Linked DNA regions of Mus musculus: region 1 is linked to region 2. Evidence: chromatin contacts called from public Hi-C data. All regions are on one chromosome and are shown on one strand. The core of a region is the stretch at or near the end of the contact, and the rest is flanking DNA. Distances in the headings are between cores, read along the strand shown. Region 1 overlaps Mgat5 (mannoside acetylglucosaminyltransferase 5). Region 2 overlaps Mgat5 (mannoside acetylglucosaminyltransferase 5).

Evidence for each region. A called contact is a pair of places that touch in the nucleus more often than the background predicts.
Region 1: a Hi-C map of the N1E-115 cell line shows a contact between it and region 2, with 4 times the contacts expected there. The contact joins two enhancer-like sites. A contact is called at or near these places in 1 of 15 datasets of contacts at CTCF or cohesin (pro-B cells), 5 of 484 Hi-C or Micro-C datasets (the N1E-115 cell line, Sertoli cells, group 2 innate lymphoid cells and 2 more), 4 of 115 datasets of contacts at active chromatin or transcription factors (CD8 T cells, the SCID.adh cell line, large pre-B cells and 1 more) and 1 of 9 other capture datasets (liver).

The regions. Positions count from the first base shown.
Region 1 is chr1:127,452,905-127,459,930 of GRCm38.p6, forward strand. Mgat5 (mannoside acetylglucosaminyltransferase 5) reads left to right here. Exons shown (of 18, transcript NM_145128.3): 14 at 6,932-7,026. Gm41947 (a long non-coding RNA gene) reads right to left here. Exons shown (of 3, transcript XR_001779393.2): 3 at 1-374. Among named protein-coding and RNA genes, the nearest start is that of Gm51746, 19 kb to the left of the region's middle. Within about 2 kb of position 5,632, at least 44 of the 459 cell types and tissues checked have an H3K27ac peak or open chromatin away from gene starts, as enhancers often do. A contact at or near this core is called in the N1E-115 cell line and the SCID.adh cell line, where this site is marked.
Region 2 is chr1:127,302,966-127,310,106 of GRCm38.p6, forward strand. Mgat5 (mannoside acetylglucosaminyltransferase 5) reads left to right here. Exons shown (of 18, transcript NM_145128.3): 3 at 3,669-4,051. The coding sequence starts at 3,811. Among named protein-coding and RNA genes, the nearest start is that of Gm51747, 6.2 kb to the left of the region's middle. Within about 2 kb of position 4,541, at least 50 of the 459 cell types and tissues checked have an H3K27ac peak or open chromatin away from gene starts, as enhancers often do. A contact at or near this core is called in the N1E-115 cell line and the SCID.adh cell line, where this site is marked.

The sequences.
Region 1 (7,026 bases), core at 4,382-6,881, 150 kb after region 2:
TTCATGGTTAACAGAGAACAACAAGTAATGAATGCTTGCTTGTGCTCAGCCCTCTTTCTTCACATTCACACAGTTCTCCATGCCCTGCCCAGGGAATGATACCACCCATAGTGGATGGGTCTTTCACATGAGTTAACATCATAAAGATCATCCCCCACGGGCCAACCTGAGCTACACAGTCTTTCACTGAGACTTTCTTCCCAGGGGATTCTAGGTTGTGTCAGAGTGACAAAGCTAACCATCACAAAGGGGTAAGGTTCAATCAGCTCTAGAACCAGGGGCCAGGTAACTCTTGAGGGTTCAAGGGAGCTTTCAGGTTCTCACAGGTGTCCTTTCCATGCCTGGCTTTTGCATACAAGTTGATCACGCCAAGTCTGAAAAATCAGAAATCCAAATTATTCCTGAGCAAGAACATAGGTCAGTTAGCAGAGATGATCTAAAACTGGTCACTTCCCATCTCTAGGCCAATTGACATATAGACTGTAATGCATTTGATCTAGTATTGGGACTTTCAGATGGCAAAAAAATGTGGGAGCTTTTAAGTTTGGTGCTGGTGTTTGTGGTCTGGTTTGTTTCATCTCTGACCGGGCACTAAGGTTGCTGGAAGAAATCAGGCATTGCCCGAGGAACCCAGTCTCTTGGTTAGTGGCCAGTTTGGCCAGTTGCTAATGCTGAAACAGGTGCGATAAGTCCTGTTGTCACTTGGCGATTGTAGCTTTTTCCTAGACAGCCCAAAGCAGTTTCAATTAGAGGCTTTGTGGACTGAGTGCAGCGCCAACTAGATGAAGAACCCAGCCACTGCTTACCTCCTGCAGTATCAGGTGCGTGAGAAGAGGGACCCCTCAAGCTAAAGGAAAGTGTCATCTTTCAGGATAAAGAAATTGCTTCCTTCATTTCTAGATGTTCTAGTTTCCTTACACTTCTGTAATAAAATACCCGTATAGAACACTACCTCAGAGAGCTTAGGGGGAAAGGGGCTTCTCTGGCTTACAATTTCAGGCTACAGTCCATTATTGCAGGGAAGTCCAGGCGGGAAGGTGGAACAGCTGGTCACATGGTATCCGTTGAGGCTTAAATGCAAAATATCCCCCAGAAGCTCCTGTGCTTGATACTTGGTGATGTTTAGGGAGATGATGGAACCTCCTTTAGGAACCTTAGTGAAGTTCCACTCACTGGAGGAAGTATATCGCTGCCCCCATTTCCTGATATACATATACATACATAGACATAGTCATAGACATAGATTCTCTTTGTGTGAGTGTATGTGTATCTGTCTGTCTGTGTGTCTGTCTGCCTCCTATATGAAATGGATCAGTCTGCTTGACTGCCCAGCAATCCTCACACTACTGCCAGCGTGTTTTCCTCTCATCATAGACTGCATCCCTTTCCGGAGCTACAAGCCAAATAAACCTTTCCTCCTTCCCTGACTTCCTTTTTCTCAGGTTATTTTGTCACAGCAACAGAAAAGTAAGAAATACAACACCAAAGAGCGGAAAGAAAATAAAAGCACACATCTAGTGCTTTTTCCATTCTTGCCCAGGTCCAAACCCAGAAAGTGATTCTGCCCACTTTTAGGCTAGATCTTCCCACATCAATTAAGGCAATCAAGACAGTCCCCTTAGACATACCCACAGTCTGTTAGACAGTCGATCACTGAGACCCCTCCCTTCCTGGGTAATTCGAGGTTGTATCAAGGTGGCAGTTAAAACTGTCCATCACACCCAACTGTTGCAGAAATTCCTTTTTAAAGATATGAAGGGAATACCTATTCCTAGAAGTAGATTGCTATCCTGCTACTGTATAAAGAACAAAGGGGGAGGCTTAACAATAGCATACAGTTCTAGGACTGGTCTTTGCATCAGGAAGTCACTGTACGCTTCCTTCTCCCTCTCCTCTGGTAGTTTTGTAGTGTATGAAGTAGTGAGACCTGGCTGGCATAGTGGTACACACCTATAACCCCAGCATTCAGGAGGCAGCAGCAGGCAGATCTCTATGAGATGAAGAGAGGGAGGGGAGGTGTCTTAGTCAGGGTTTCTATTCCTGCACAAACATCATGACCAAGAAGCAAGTTGGGGAGGAAAGGGTTTATTCGGCTTACACTTCCATGCTGCTGTTCATCACCAAAGGAAGTCAGGACTGGAACTCAAGCAGGTCAGGGAGCAGGAGCTGATGCAGAGACCATGGAGGGATGTTCTTTACTGGCTTGCCTCACCTGGCTTGCTCAGCCTGCTTTCTTATAGAACCCAGACTACCAGCCCTGAGATGGTCCCACCCACAAGGGGCCTTTCCCCTTGATCATTAATTGAGAAAATGCCTTACAATTGCATCTCATGGAGGCATTTCCTCAACTGAAGCTCCTTTCTCTGTGATAACTCCAGCTGTGTCAAGTTGACACAACACTAGCCAGTACAGGAGGGGAGGGGAGGGGAGGGGAGGGGAGGGGAGGGGAGGGGAGGGGAGGGGAGGGGAGGGAAAAGGAAACTCATAAATACACATAAAAGGGGTAAAGTTGTCACTTTTAGCAAACAGTCCATATACATATACCTCACCTCCAACTGTAGAACAGCATACATAATGTTCAGCTGTGTCAAATTACAACTGGATTCAAACATGGGAGACTATTTCTCGAATGGTTACTAGCATTGTGCCTGAGAGTGTTGAATATTTCTGCAAACCAGCTCCTTCAGTGCTCACAGCAGATCCATGACAAAAGCGTCAGTTTGCCCATTTTGCCTCTAAGAAGACAGTGCTCATGTTACTTTAACTAAGGGTCGAGACTATAAACCAGCCTGGAGAATCCATACACTGAGGCAGTTGCCATGGTTACCGAATGAGGACTTGGTAGCACCAGAACTTGAATCCTAGTCTTCATGACTGCATAATCATCTCATTGCCTGAGCCTTTGACCAGTAATCAATTTGGGGGCACAAACTGAGGTTAATTCATTGCTCAGATTCCCTCCTGATCCTCACACTGGCTAATTAATAATGATCAGAAAAGTACATGCTGAATTTATGTGGGTCCAATATTCCATTATTCTTGGTGTTTCTCCATTAAAAATGTCCAGAACTGGGGTGGGATGTAATATCCTTGTAAGACTCTGGCTTTCTAAAGATCAGATTTAAGCCCATATAGTATGGCCGATTTTCCCTGGAAGAGTTTGGCCTTAGTATTGAATGGTTTCTTTCACCCAGTTCTTGTATATGTAGGTGTATATGTATATACACACATAGGTATACAGGTGTGTGATATAGTACTTCCCCCTATATGTGAGTCTCTGGGTTTAAATACCATTGCATAAAAAAGTAATTAATTCAAATGTCTGAAGCTGAAATAACTGTTGGTGAAGTGCTTGTCTCCAAGCAGGAGGACCTGTGTTTGATCCCCCAAAATCCACATCTAAAACACTGGATGTAGTGGTACTCACTTCTAATCCCAGCACTGGGGAGATGAAGGCCAGTGGATCCCTGGGGCTCACTGGCCAACCAGCCCAGCTGAAATAGATAGACCTTATCACAGAAAACAATAGGAAAAAACTGAGGAAGACACCACTCTGACCTCTACACACACATACATCCATGCGCACATAACCACACGCATGCATAATAGATGTGAATGAAACTGAACAAACCCAGTTCAGCTAAGCCAGGAATGGTTAAAAGAATCTTCATTGGCTCACTAAGGGTTAAAACAATTCTCTTTTTTTTCTTTCAAAACAGAGAAAAAAATCTCAGTGACTGTGTCAGGGTGCCCCATTCCTTGCTATGAATAAAACATGTGCTCCTTTGTCTGATCTTCCTTGTCATAATTTTAATTTTGGAGCCTGTGATCCTTCTATTTAGAAACACTCATTGGTGGAATTGGAGTTGTGACCATGGAGATGGCTGACATCTAGAATATCCTTGTTAAACTCTGACCTTCTGAAGAGCAGGCTTAAGCCCATACAGTATGGCCAATTTCCCATGGAATTATCGAACCTTAGCACTCGAATGGTTTCTTCCTCCAGTCTTTGTGCATGTATGTATGTGCATACACAGGTATGCAGATGTGTACAGCCATGTGAATTTGTGCTGAGGCTGGAAGACGACAGCGGGTGTCCTGCTCTACAATGCTCTGCCTTATTCCCGTGAGGAACCTGGAGCTCAGCCGGAGACCAGCAAGCCCCAGCAGTGTCCTGTCCCCACCCACACAGTACTGGAGTTGCAGGAGCATGTGACCACACCCAGAGTTTTACCTGAGTGATGAGGATTCAAACTCAGGAACAAGTAGTGTTGCCCACCAGGCTCTCTCCCCAGGCCTGGTTGCTTTCTTGTCTTGCATTTCTCTCTTCTGTGGTAAAGAAATTTATAGGGGTATAGTGGAAATAAATATGGGCTCCTCAGAAAGAAAGGAGACAAGAGACAGAGGTCGGGGAAGGAAGGGAGGGAGGAAGTGCTGCAAGTAGGCACAGTGATGGATCAAGAGAAAGGGCAAGGGGACATGGTGAGGTGTGTGAAAGACTGTCTGTGGGCAGAAGCTTCTGAGTGGAGATGCTGAGTTCTCTCTACCTAGGCTGCGCTTATTCAACTCTTAGAGATGCTATGCGACCTTCATACATGTGCTCCATTGTGCTGTCACAGGTAATGAGTACATAGGAACTAAGGGAAAATTGCTTACTGACAGCTGATAGAAAACTGTTATTTCAGTGTTTCAAGGACATACGTCAGTGCATGTCACCTTAACTAGTGTGACAAGAAAACTCATTGCTAAGAAATGGTGTGGCGTTTGCTTAAGAGTCCTTGACAGATGGTGATTGAGGCTTGGGGAGCTGTTGCAAAGTGTTTAGTGCTGCATGTATGTATGCATATGTGTGTGTGTGTTCGCATATATGAAAGCAGCTACATGAATGCCACACTGTGCATGTGAACATCAGACAAAAACTTCAGGTCTTCATTCTCCTCCCCAATCTTGTTTGAAATGGGGTGGCTACTGTTCACCATTGCGTATGCCCAACAAGCTAGCCTTCAGGCTCCAAAGGATTCTCCCATCACACTGTAGGAGCCTGGGATTGCACATACATGCTCCTGCATCCAGCTCTGTCGGGCTCTGGGGATCTGAGTTCAGGTTGCTGATGCTTGCACAGCAAGCACTTCTTTGCCCACTGTGCTGTCTCCCCAGCCCCCTCAAGTGTTTATGTGTACTGAGATACTCTGGGCCAGGAGGGCCTAGGAGTTGGTGCAAATTATTATTCAGATATAATTAAACTTAGGTCACATTTGAGTTCATCAAGCAATAGCCGCTCATCCTTTATTTAGTAGATTCAGATTGGTTGATCTAAAAGGAGATCACATGGCCCACCAGGATTCTCTGTTGGAATGGCTAAGGCATGTGCTGCTCCCATCTCTCCCAGGGTTGTTTATGACAGTGTAGGGTTAAGGAGGCTATCAGCACTCCTTGGCAGACACAATGCTCAGAGGTGGAGAAACACTCTGGGCTCCAGCATCTCTCCTTAAACCTGCCAAGACCCTGCCTGTCTTGCCTAGCACCTTCTTCTTAGAGTCGAAAAGAGCCAGAGTGCCTGATGCAGTCCTGTGTCCGCAGCTGTTAGGGTCAGGTCTGGGCCCTGGCAGCCCTAACATGCACGGCAGGCTCAGCCATGTTTCCTCAATGGGTCAACAAAAGAGGTCAATGGCAGTGAAGAGCAAAGAGAGTTACATTGTAGCCACACTGGGGAGAGAAACAAAGAAAGAGGTCTAGTGCCTCCCAAGTTCATCTTTGGAGTTCTGACACAGCGAGGACAAGCAGTGTTCCCACCACTACCACCCCTGCCAGGCCAGCACCAGACAACTCTTCTCCCAGTGTGAGACTCAGGGGAAATCCCAGTTCCGTGGGGCTCCTGGTTTCTATGTCTGGTTGCCAAAGGGAGGGGCACTAATGTCTCTTTATCTCTAAAATATCTTCATTCCAGCCTGAATGGCTACATTACTTGGTGGAAATGACCTGGGTCTTTCTGAACACGAGAGAGCAAGGAACCTCAGCATTTGCCACCCTACCTCACACCCACCAGGCACGAGACACCCATGTCCCCTTGTCACTTGGTGTGTTTAAGACTTGGCTTCTGCGTGTGGGCATAGAGAGCCAGGATTGGACCCTGCCTGGTGACTGCCACTCACAGCACACTGTCCCCTGTACCTGGTATGCACAGAGACTTGCATTTTGTGCACCTTACAGACCCTTGCCTGAGCATCCCTTTGTCCCAGCAGCTTCGGGCCACTGTGGGCTTTCTAAGGACCGTTAGCTTGTTTCTGCTGCCATCTACCGTCCATCTAGGGAAACTTGAGGTTTTGCTAGCTTGGGAGGGAAACTGGGAAATTGCAGTTTGAAACCTCTGCTCCCACAGAAGAAAAAGCAAAACCAGCCAGCTAGTGGTGTCCCCAGTGAGAACGCTATCATAAAACCCATGTTTACTGACCTCCCAAGGTCGAAAGCAGTTTCATTTGAACTGTAATCAAACCGCCAAGTGACCTTTCTGTTCCTGGCCCCCAGAGTCCCTGAAAGAGCCTGTTGTTCCCTGCTTGAGTGAAGAAACCTTCTGTTTAGTTAAGCAAGTGTTTTTCTAGTTATGTCGCCTGCTGAGTGACAGAAAGAGGATTGTTGGGTCCTGGGTTTTATTGTTGGTTTTGATTTACACTCTTGCCCTCCCTGCCCCTCAGTCCCTGACATTTTTTTTTTCACATCAGAAAAGGAGATGGGAACAAGGCAAGTTCCTTTGCAGGCCCTTGCACATGTTATTCTGCATATCCTGGTATACGCCCCTTCTCTTTGTCGCAAGTCACCCACCTGGAGATCTAAGACCCCTGCAAAACATCAGAGGCAGCCACAGAAACAGACCGCAGGAGCTGAGAGGCAGTCTGACTGGTATCTCCATGTGATGTCTTTTCCTGTCTTACAGCTGTTCGTTGGGCTCGGATTCCCTTATGAAGGCCCAGCTCCCCTGGAGGCCATCGCGAATGGATGTGCTTTCCTGAACCCCAAGTTCAACCCTCC
Region 2 (7,141 bases), core at 3,291-5,790:
TCTCTAGCTTTAACCATGCTCTCTAGGGCCAGGGGCTGATATAAGAGATGGGACCTTCAGGGACATTAGGCAGCTGTTTGGAGGACTTGCTTGATCAGTGTGGTTCTCACTGCTAAGGGCTGGGCAGTTTCTGAAATGCCCTCACCCTACACCCTAATAGCCTCTGCCAGGCAAGGTATGCCAGGAGCCACCAGGATCAAGGCTATGGGGTTGATGCTGGGGTGCTAAGAGTGGCCACATCTGGGAAACCGGAGACAAATGGCAGCATGAACGTTCTGTTGCTAAGCCTATGGTCAGCCCTTCGTGATGATACAGTGTGGTCATTTCTGGACCATGGAAGATGGGGACAGAGGCTGCTGTAGACCCAAGAGGCCTATTTGCTGCTGTAAATAGAGCTCCACACCCACCTTAGGATTTGGGGAGGGGGGGACTCTAATTTTCTGATCATTGTTGGTCTGAATTCTTTCTATTGCATGCCAGTTACTGCTGATCATCAAGTCCTTCCCTGAGACCAAGACTGAGGGTGCTCTTCTAAGGCCTCTCTTTATCCCACTCATACTCTGAGATATGAGAGTGTATCCTAGGTGAGACCCCTGAAGTCAGAACTTCTGTCTTCCTAATGGGAATCATGGTAGTGAATTCTAACATGATTCTCTTTGTGTTTTGACAGAGTTTCTGTTATTGCATATTTTTGCGTTCTATGAGAGCATTGTTCCTGGAAATCCTATAGTTGCTTATGATTAGAACCATCAGGTGCTCTGAATTTCCTTTAAGGCTGTGGACTCCAAATGTGTACCTCTCTAGGTGTCTTGATTCTTTTCCTGGACAAAGCCTGGCTCACCATCTGTCATGTTGGGGAGGTCAGGGTGTCAGAAACCTAAAGCAGCCAGTCACAGTCCCACCCACAGTTAGGGGCAGAGAGCAATGGATGCCAGCTCATTTCCTCCATTTTATACAGTTGAGGTTTCACCCATAGTTAAGAAGCATCTTCTCACATTGATCACTGTGTGAGATAATCCTCCGGAGGCCCAGCTCCTGGGTGATTGTACATCTTGCACTCTGTGGTGTGAAGTGTTGACCGTGGGACTCTGGGCTGGTGCTGACTTCACTGCGGGATGAATAAATATCTCTAGCTTTGACCATGCTCTCGAGGGCCAGGGGCCAGTGTGTTGACAGTGAAAAGAAGCCTCTCACTGAGCCAGAATAATTTCAACTAGGCTGTCGTAGTCTTTTCTTCTGTCTCTTTTTGTTTCTTTCTTTCTTTGTTTCTACTTACTATGTATGCGTGTGTCATGTGCATGTAGGGCATACGTGTTCATTTAACCCCCAGAACATAACATCCTGGTGGTTCTGATCTTTCCAAAGCAAAAGGTCAGAAGCCTTCGACCTTCTGTCAGAGCCCTAGGCTTTGCTGTAGTTCTTGCTCTTGCCTTTCCTGTGACTTAAACCCTGTTAAGGCCTTCATCAACCTCTCCAGTAGGCTCAAGTGAGAAAGGAGAGTGGGTGGGACTTCCTGTCTGCAAGGTTAGAGGTAACTGTGTCATCAGTTCAAGATATGTCCTAAAATAGTCAAAGAAAATTACCAGAAGGCCCCCTCTTGGGTATGGCACCCAAATAACATGGCTTGGAAAAGTCCCCTCAGATCTGAGGTGAATATAAGGGTAGGTTATCTAGAAGGAAATGTTCGTTCATATACTGGGGGAGTGGTTTTCAAAGTATTAGCCTCATGAGGCAGGGAGCTCCATCTTGTTCACGCTTAGTCCCCAGGGCGCGGGGAGGGGGAGGCAGCAAGTACTAAGAATGTGTGTGTACTTTCAAACCACATGGAGAAAGGAATGATGGAGGATCCCATTCTGTCGGCCACCATTTGGAAGGCCTCAATACAGTGCCACCGTTCCTCCAAGACATGGCCATGTAGCCATCAGAGTTTTTAATGGGTATGGGTGTTTTGCCTGTGTGTTTGTCTGTGTATCGTATGTGTATACCTGGTACCCTTGGAGGTCAGAAGAGGCTATCAGACGAGTTTTTGTCACTGTCTGCCTGTTTTACTTAATTTCCTTCTGTCTTTGTTTATTTCTTTGTTTCTTTTTTTCTTTCTTTCTACTTATTTTGTATGTGTGTGTCCTGTGTGGGTAGGGCATACGGGTTTAAATGTGTACAGCACACAGTATGCATGTGAAGACCCAAGCTTGCCGTCATCCTACACTAGATTTATTGTGGCAGAGTCTCTCAGTTGAACTCAGAGCCTGCCAATTTGTTTAATCTTCGCTAACCAGCGTGCTTAGGGATCGCCTTTCTCGGTCTCCAAAGTGCTGGGGTATAGGTGGTTTGCCTACCCAGCTGTACATGTCTGGTCCTATTCTTGCACAGAACATAAAGTCTTTACCCACTGAGGCATCTGGCAGATTTCCCTTTTGGGGGGCGGTGGGGGGAGGGGGTGGGGGCGGGGAGCAGGGACAGGATCACTTGTAAGCTATTCTGCCTGAATTCCCCATGTAACCAAGGAGAACCTTGAATTCCTGATCCTCCTGCCTCCACCTACTAATGGGCATTCCGGGCCTTTACACATGCTAGGAAGTATTATACTGACTGAGCTATATCCCCAGGCCTGGTCATTGATTTGCTCTGGGCATACTTCATCAGCCCATCTGCAACTTCTCCTCAGGCCCTCCTTGCTAAGAAGCCCCAATATAGGGAACCCTGGGCCTGTCTGCTGCTATCAGGTGTTGCACCTTCATATTGAAACTCTGCCCTGGAACTTTTCATTTTTCCTCTCTCAGTGAAAGTGAAAACCACAGAGAAGCAGGCACTCAGTGCCTTGGGCTCCCTGTGCAGCAGGCAGGCGAGCCTGTGGGGTGCAGCTTTTACTCCAGATAGCTAAGGCAAGGACCTGGGTGGTGGGGGTGAAACTTGGTGGTAGAACAGATACTGAAAGTGCGCTCTGGTTTTGAGCTCAGACACCTCCAACAAAAAGCTAGAATGAAAGGATACCAGCTGTGCCTCTGGCCTGTTTCTACCTCGGTGCTTGGGAATGGCACCTGCCAGAGTAATTTAGCCTGAAACAAGGATGGTGAAGTCCAGCCGTGCTTAAATAACACAGGACCATCCCCTGTATCCTTAACACTCTCTGACGGCACATCCTCTTTCTTGAACACCTCTGAAGCTGCACGTACAAACTTTGCTTCAAGCACGTAATAATGACTTCCTAAGCTCAAGGTACACAAGCATTAAGTACCAAGTTGTCACAGGACTCTGCCCACCACCCGCCCCACCACACACACACACACACACACACACACACACACACAGACGGTATTTTTTGCTGACATTTGGTGACATATCCTTCTACCTCCTCTGTACCTTGCAAAACAAGGTTCTCGTTTTGAACTAGGTCTAGAAGCGGACCAGCCCTCGAACGCCTGTGTCCACACGCTCAGATGCGTGCTTCCCTCAGTGGATTTGTACGGCTTTCTGTTGCTGTACCAGACTTCTCATCTGGGCTCCCAGGTCCTGACTCTCAGCCAAAAAAAAAAAAAAAAAGTGTTGACTCAGCACATTAAGCCACGCCCGAGCTTGGGGAGCTACCTCAGTACAATTACAGATCCTGATGGTTGTGTTTTGTTTCGACCCACGTTGCTAACTGTCATCCTCCTCCTCCTCCTCCACAGCAGAATGGAAGCCCAGCAAGGAAACCAGCTGACTCAGGAGCCGGAGTGAGAGCCACGCACTCTCCGCCCCAACCTGCACCATGAACTTGCCTTCCCCTTCTGCTTGTTGAGAGCCAAGGGAATGGTACATTGCTAGAGAGAGATGGCTTTCTTTTCTCCCTGGAAGTTGTCCTCTCAGAAGCTGGGCTTTTTCCTGGTGACTTTCGGCTTCATCTGGGGCATGATGCTTCTGCACTTCACCATCCAGCAGCGGACTCAGCCCGAGAGCAGCTCCATGTTACGGGAGCAGATCCTTGACCTCAGCAAGAGGTACATTAAGGCACTGGCAGAGGAGAACAGGGACGTGGTGGATGGCCCCTACGCTGGTGTCATGACAGCCTATGGTGAGTGAGGGGACGTGGAGGGATGAGGTGCCCCCACTGAGCATGCCCCAGAAGTTCCCACATGTGGGCTTTGCTATGTTTTCCTGGGCAGTGGTTGCGGTTCGTTTTGTATGTTAACATTTTCATATGTGTATTTCTATATGTGACTGTGGGTGAGCCTGGGCCAGAAATCAGTGGATAACCTCAGCTGTGAGTCCTTACATTTTTACCTTGCCTGCAGCAGAATCTCTTGTTGGCAGCTGCATGCCAGGCTAGCTGCCTCCTCAACTTCTGAGGGATTATCTTGTCCCTGCCTTCCATCTCTGTACAGGCACACTGGGATTCTATATGCAGGCTGCCGTGTTTGGCTCGATATGGATTCAGTGGATCTGAACTCAGGTCCTTACACTTGTCCAACAAGCCCTTTAACCCACAGAGCCAACTCCCCAGCCCATAGCTGTATTTCTAGAAAGGTAAAGCTGTACCCTTTGTGGGACTCCTATATACACAGACACCCCAGACCTGCCACTCAGAGCACCAGAGCTCTCTCTGGCTTGCATTTATAGCCAGTCCCCACTCTGTCAACTTATTTCTAGGTTCTGCTCACAGGAGTGTGTTCAGAGAGTGCAAACAAACATTTTCATTATCTGTCCTTAAACAAAATGTAATTAGCTCCAGTGGGGAGGAGGATGTCTCGGATGCCGTTAAGGTCAGTGTTGAGCTAATGAACTGCCCCGAACCATTAATGTTTGATTTTCCAGACTTTATTGCTTTTGTCTTTAACTGTGCTCAACTCATTGCTCATTTCAGGAACCTCGTGTTTTTGAAAATAACACACGAGGGCTGGAAATAGTGCTTAGCTTGCCTGGCATGCTTGGTTGGATCTGGGCATGGCGGCACATGCCTGAAACCCCAGCATGGTGGTGCTATTGGCAGGAAGATCAGATGTTCAGGGCCATCCTCATCTACCTAGGATGTTTGATGTTGGCCTGGCTATATGAGGCACTATACACACACAAACACACACACACACACACACACACACACACACACATATAACTTTAGATATATATAAAATGATGTATGTGAAATTTATCTTCCTTTTTTAGTAAGAGCTATGCTTAATTTAGAAAAAAATTGAAGGCAGGAAAACAAAAGAGAAAAATCACATAAAAGTGTCCTCTGAGCAATATACACAATTAGCATTTAGTGTATAACTTTGCAATAGATTTTTTTCTGTCTTATTCATTATTATTATTATTGTTGTCATCTGTGCATTTCCATTCATGTTTCTGTGTGCATGCACCACTGCACACAGTGGAGCCCAGAGGGCAGCCTTTAGGAGCTGGTTCCCTCTTTCCACCACACAGGGATGGAACTCTGGTCTGGCTTGCATGGCAAGTGCCTGTACTCACTGAGCCATCTCGCATGACCCAGACGGTGCCAGAGTGCACATACTGACACTTAAAATAAACATCGCAAGTGGAATTCGGGCCATAGCGTCGTAGAGATTCTGCTTCCAGGATGTGCTGTGGTCACAGAGGGTTCCGAATGACCTGGTTTTCTAGGGGGTGAGCTCTTGTTAGTTGTCAAAGGGGAAATGGAGCCATCAAACCCAGTCTTCAGTGGGTCTAGTGTTTGCTGTAGATGGCATGCTGGGATGGTGTAGGAGAGCTAGTGCTCTGCTTTGCAGCCTAGTCAAAAATATGCCCTCAGTTAGAACACATGAAACTGTAGGCTTAGTTTGCGCAGCTGGAGTACAGACACAGGGACTCATATGTGCCGCAGAAACTTGGCTCTAAAGTGTATGTGTCTATGAAGAGACGGGCGCTACAGCTCGGGGACTCCGATGTTCTTTCTCAGTTCTTAGGACATGAATCCTTAGGTCACACTGTCTGCTTTTGATGTATCTCTTCAACATTTATCAGCAGTAATGTGGGGGATGGCTCAGTTGGTAAAGGGCTTGCCAAGCAACCCCGAGGACCTGAGTTTGATTCCCCAGCAGCCGTGTAAAAAGTCAGTGTTACTAGGCACTGGCTTTTCACACGTCTGAATAAAATGCCTTTTTAAATGTAATGTATTAAAGCCATGAAGCTCTGTTTTGTGTGCCACTGTCCAACCACCAACACTAGGTACCCAACACTAGGTACACAAGACAAATGACTCATTGACTTGACCTATACGGTCTATCGGTCTCAGAGATCAGTTACCACCAGAGAGAACAGAATAGCACGAAATGTTAGTGTTGAATAAGTGTGATGTGACCCTGTGGTAGATGCTGTCTTAAAGGTTTTAATTCTACATTAATTACGTTCGTCAGGAAGGACAGCAACTTAGCAGGTGTTTCCTCTAAATACAGTTTATCAAACTTTTTTCATAGGCAAGACCAACACGTTATGTATTTATAGACTTGTGGTTTTACCAGTTGTCTTTATCATGTGTTGCTAAATAACGTATTCCAGAGAAACGAGCGAGTGTGTGTGTGTGTGTGTGTGTGTGTGTGTGTGTGTGTGGTGGGATATGTAATATAAAGGGAAACCAGGAAATTGATTACAAAAGGGCCTGAGGACCTGTTTTCAACCCCCAGAAACCATGTTAAAAAAAATCCAAGCATAGTTGGTGTGCTTGTTATAATCCCAGCACTCGGGAGGCACTGGCTGGCTGACTAAGCATACTTCCTGAGCTCTAGATCAGTGGGCGACCCTTTGTCAACCAAAAACAAACAAGGTGGATGGTGTTTGAAGAATGACAGTTGAGGGTATTCTCTGGCTTTCTCCACATGCACATAGGTGTGCACATGCAGGTGTACACACACACACACACACACACACACACACACACACACCTGTCTCAGTCTTGTGTTGGAATTCCCACCGTGTGCTTGTCGTCACAGGACAGAGCCTAGCCGAGTGGTTTTTGGAGCTGAGTTTCTAGAACTTACTAGAATGTGTGTGTTTGAGGTATTTGGGACCATCCTATGGTGCGGTCTACTGAGACAGGGTTTCCTGGTTCTGTTGCTGATTTAGGTTAGATAAATCTACTTCGGTACAACTTTACTTACATGGTATTTTAATTTTCTTCTGTTGCTGTTTTGGTCATAAGTTGCACTCT